Regions from separate parts of the Lactuca sativa genome. Here region 1 is linked to region 2. A link is a contact called in public Hi-C data. All regions are on one chromosome and are shown on one strand. Each heading gives the region's core, a stretch centred on a gene start, on an enhancer-like site or on the middle of the called end of the contact. The rest is flanking DNA. Distances are from core to core; before and after follow the strand shown.

What was found. Hi-C and Micro-C count contacts between places; a contact is called where the count stands out from the background.
Region 1: a contact with region 2 is called in a Hi-C map of leaf, with 4 times the contacts expected there. The contact joins the promoter of LOC111898899 here to the promoter of LOC111898901 in region 2. A contact is called at or near these places in 2 of 4 Hi-C or Micro-C datasets (leaf and seed).

The regions. Positions count from the first base shown.
Region 1 is chr4:152,547,458-152,550,157 of Lsat_Salinas_v11, reverse strand. It overlaps LOC111898899 (protein FAR1-RELATED SEQUENCE 6), which reads right to left and starts at 1,429. Exons shown (of 4, transcript XM_042901188.2): 1 at 1,010-1,429; 2 at 187-298. The coding sequence starts at 210.
Region 2 is chr4:152,363,657-152,366,356 of Lsat_Salinas_v11, reverse strand. LOC111898901 (protein REDUCED CHLOROPLAST COVERAGE 3) reads left to right here and starts at 1,436. Exons shown (of 23, transcript XM_023894791.3): 1 at 1,436-1,747; 2 at 1,847-1,908; 3 at 1,985-2,077; 4 at 2,441-2,513. The coding sequence starts at 1,678.

The DNA of each region.
Region 1 (2,700 bases), core at 180-2,679, 180 kb before region 2:
CCATTCCTTTGTCATCCCATTCCATTCCTTCAAACCTAACAAACCCTAATTTTAAGTTGATAAGCTATTGAATGGAGACTATAAATTTATATCTAAAAGCAAGTTACAGAATTATAGAATTGGGAATCTGTAATCACAGTATGAACAAAAAAGATAAGGAGTTTTTCAAGTATAAGAATATGTCACCTGAATCAAGTCTAAATGCTTCATCAGTTGACACCTAATTGGATAGTCAACACTGATAAGGAATGAAGTGTCTGTGGTAGGATAAATCCTTGTGAAGCTTCCCAATAATTACCTATACATAAATCTAGTGTTATATATGATATAATAAAATATTAGATACATATATACAATGTAATACATAATATAACTAAATAATAAACAACTTATTCTCAATTCAGTTCATCATACATCTTCCATTTCTGCAAAGTGCAAACCCCGTGCATCATTTTACTTTCACTTCTAGGGTTCAAACTTTTTATGCATAAAAACTTGATCATTTGCTAGGGTTTTCTAATTCTTGATCATACTTTTGCTTTAACTTTGATCTGTCTTCAAACTATAATCTTTCAATTAATGATAGAAAAATTGGCATGATGCAACTATAAAAGATGATAAAATCAAAGAGAGGCCGAGCAAGGTTTCTTGTTTTTGAAGATGGTTTTGATCTAAATCATGATAATGTTCTTGAAAGTGGTATTGTACATGCCTTTTCCCACATAGTCTAATCCTTAAAAAGAGAACCAAAAAGGGTATTGCAGTTTGTCTCTTCCTCTCTTTCTCTTTTTCTATTTTGGGATTAATGGAGTCTTTTACTTTTTGGTTTTGAAGGGAATAGGAATCGTGCAACAAAATATCAAGTAGTAACAACTAAGAATTAACAGCAAACAAATCGATTTTCAACAAATCCTAACTCAACTAAACATTCCCACGATTAACAATAACAAATAGATAACTAAGTATTAGCAATTAATAAACAACAAATTACAATACATATCAAAAATACCTCAACTAAGAGGCAGCAGGCGGAACAGGGCGGCGGGCGGAGCCGGCGAGGCGCAGAGAGAGAACCGGCAAGGTATCATCACTGGCCGAACATGTACAGAACCCACGTCAATGACATCAACCCGATATGGGATCAATTTCCATGTCGTTCATTAACAAATTTCCTTCGTATACAAGATCGAGAGTGAATGAAGAGTTAGTCCACTCAGTGTGAAACCGCCAAACTGACAACAGTGGAGATGAGGCTGATACCGTCAGGTTCTGGTAAAGAAAAAAGCTATGTAATGATTGAATGTTCTAATTTTGAAAATCCGTGCCCTTCGGTTTTATGATTTCCAGAATTAGGGGTTTTGCTTGGCACAATTGGAGCCCTAGCTTCCCCATGGCCAACGGATGGTTAACAAATAATACTAAAAAGCAAAGAGGGGTTTGTTGAAATGTTTTAAAAACACCTTTTAATTGAACTCATATAATGACTGGTTTTCGATTCAATCGGTTTAACCGGTTCGACTGTCGGTCAATCGGTTTTCTATAATTTTCATATGTTCTTTTATTTTTCTATATATACATAAATATATAATAATAATTTGACGTTACAAGTTCAAACATTAAAAATATACATAAAAATAAGTTATAGATCACTCCAAATATATTAAAATAACACATTACTATAAGTTTTAGTGTTTTATATCAATCTATATACGTCAAAAAGAAAATAAAGTATAATATCGAAAAAAATATAGTTTTAGATGAATACAAACACATCAATAAAAATTATAACATTTATCATATGTTTTTATTTGGAGAAAACTATATAGATTTTAAAAAATTCACCAAAGTTTATTATGCAAATAATTATTTTCTATATGTTTTTATTCGGTTTAACCGGTTAAACCGGTTTATTTTGACCGATTCAACTGGGTTTTTCCTAAAAATCGGTCAGTTCAATCCAGTTCAGAAATCGATGTAAAATCGATGATAGTTGAACCGCTCTCTCCCCCGGTTCCTGATCTAACCGGTTCAAACCGGTTTTTAAAACATTGGTTTGTTGTGCAAAATGCAAATTTTGATTTATGGATTTCAATTATTATTCCTAAAACTTATATACGATACATGTTATATTTGCATGCATGATCACATTAAAATCTTATTAACAAAACTACAAAAATGGTATGTAGTATGTATTTTTTTTTTTCTGATTTTTAGTCAAAACCTCGACTTTTATGGTTTTGTGGTCCTTTTAAGCTAGTTTCGTTGCGGATTTGGTTCTTCAGTAAACTGAAATGACTGTAATACCCTTAAGGTATTTATTTTTCTTTTTTCTTTCATTTTTTTTAAAATCTAATAGTTATTTATTTATTTTAATAATTAAAAAAGAAAACCACCTCTCTCTCTCTCTAAACATCACCATCTTCTTGTTGCCTTCACAAGATCATCATCATCACGATACTAATTATGTTTCGGCCATCTGCATGATCTAGAAGTAGAAAATAATAGAAGGACAAATGCAGTAAACAACAAATTACCACGGTCATGGACACCCACTACAAGAAAAATACCCTTTTACGACGTGCAAAACACGACGCTCTTTGATTTATGTTACGCATTAGAGAGCGACATTAAAAAAGTGTCATCTCTTCAATAATTTTAAGGATTTAGGTCGCGCATTACTGAGTGCCCTTAAATTAGTGT
Region 2 (2,700 bases), core at 187-2,686:
AGCTTTAGTAATTTTTTTACATTTTGTTGCGAATGACAAATGCCGGTCAGAATTTCTATAACTCAAACACATGTGTCAATGTTTTTGAGTTCATTTTTTTTTTTTCATTTTTAGAAATTCTATTCGTTTTCGAGTTATATGGTTTCCAATTTATCATTATATAACTTGAAACCCGTTTTTGAAGTTTAGTTAGTCTATCCGTTAATCCTATTAAAAAAAACTTTATACCTAATCTATGTTAATAATATTCAAATTTAAGGAACATTTTTACATTTTTTACAATAAGTAATTTAAAAAGGATAAACAAATAAAACGTCAAAAAAAAAATTAAATGTATTCAAACAAAATGTCAAAAACCGGAAAAAATTATTCTAAAAAATATAAACAATCTAAATGTAAAAAAAATATTAAACAATATATTAAAAAAATGTCAAATAAAATCTAAATAATTAAAATAAAATGTAAGTGAAAAAAAACAATATTATATATATATATATATATATATATATATATATATATATATATATATATATATATATATATATATATATATATATATATATATAAAAGAAAAACAAAAAATTAAAAATAAGGGTAAAATAGTCTTTTTGAATGAACTAAGGATATGCAATGCAACTTCTTTAAACCACATGGATACATCTTATCACCAAACCATAGGACCAAAATTGTAATTTACTGTTAATATATCTTATAAAACATAAATATATATGTGTCTTAATAATTGTCACTTCCTTTTCTTTCAACTCTCTATATAGTTTTTTCTTTATGAAACTAATTGGTTGTTCTGTTAGTTTTAATTTATCATCAAACTGATAAAGGATATATGTTTTGTTGACGTCGAATCGTTAGATATTGACCTTTATTAATTGAAACTAATATTAGTTAACTATTGAAATTTAATAGTTAGATTGTACAAATTGATAAAATATAAATTTGCAGTGCGGTGCGGTTTGAACCTTAGTTTTCTAACTTCAAACCACAAATCGTACTGTAAAGTGGTGTTTATAAAAAATACAAACCGTAAACTGCACCGTAAAAATCAAAAACCACATAATGCAATACGGTGTGGTGTGGTGCGGTGCAGACGATTTATGTGGTTTGATTCACATCTGTAATTCATATAACATGTATGTCAATAAAAAATACAAAGTTTTATAATGATAAATTAAAAAATACAAAATTGAAAACTAAGTGATTAAATCTTATAAAAAAAAAGTTTACTACATAAATAGAATAATTTGATTACTTTTATTGATAGTGTAAACTTTTTTAATTATAATTTTAAAGATTCTTGACACGTTTGAATGTATATATCATCTTATATAACAAAGTTAATTGTTAACCCTACTTAATATAATATTCTCTCTCCTTCACAATGTCACACGGTCTCTTAAAAGGGCTATCACATGTATCTTGTAGTTAGAGAGAGAGAGAATCACAGTAGCAAAGGAGAGGCCAGGAAAATTTCAGAAATCCACAAATAGAGATAGCTCCCAAGACACACTCTTATCCTTATATCTTCATCTTCATATATCTTCTCATATCAACCAATTCTTCATTAATTTCTCAAATGGCATTTTCCATTCGCCATTGAAGAACCCTCCTTTTTCCATTCCATTCTCAATACACGGAAACAATAAAAACAACTCAGAAGCTATGGCACCGAGGTCAAACAGAGGAAAAGGAAACAAAACCAAAGCCGATAAGAAGAAGAAGGAAGAGAAAGGTCTTCGTCTTCTTCTTCTCTTAATCTTCTCTGTTCTCTAATCGGAATCTCATTCAGAATCAATAACAGTTACAGTAACATGATTTTTAATTTTTGCAGTTGTTCCTAGTGTTCTAGACATAACTATCATCACTCCTTATGAAACTCAAGTTATACTCAAGGTAAATTACAACTAAGGATTTGCGAATTCATTTATTTGTTAGATGGATTTCAACTTAATTTGTAACGAAAATGCAGGGCATCTCCACAGACAAAATACTCGACGTGAAGAAATTACTAGCTGTTAATGTCGATACTTGCCATCTAACCAATTACTCTCTCTCACACGAGGTGAACTTCCCATAGAAATTCACGATAATTGCATTAATTTGGTTCGAACATTTCAGATTAATTATCAATAACACTCGTTACTAATTACCAAAACTATTGATGAATAATTACTATGTTTTCGGCGCTAATTTCAATCCTTGATTATTGGAGAAATTGGTGACAAAACTAATTCCTAGAGCCTAAATTCTGAAACTCACAACACCATTAAAGCTGTAATTAATGATGAACAGCATGTCATAGTGAAATTGGTCTGTATTTGAAAATTTTGGCTCTAGAAATAAGGGGTAGACTGTAATTAATTATTGGCATTGAAAATGTCTGTAAATCTGTAGTAATTTGTTGGCATTGAATAATTTTGAACAGGTTAAAGGAGCAAAGTTGAATGATAGGGTGGATTTGGTTTCTTTGAAGCCATGTTTGATGAAGATGGTTGAAGGTAGGTTGCTTTTTTCACCAATATCCCACAAAACTACAAACAATAAATCATCGATTAAATCTTATATATACATTTATATCAACATATATATGCATATAAATGTATGTATTTAGGTATAATATTTTCTTGACTTTTTTTGGGTTTTTAAATATTTGATATCTACAACTCCTATGAAATATCGCTTGTC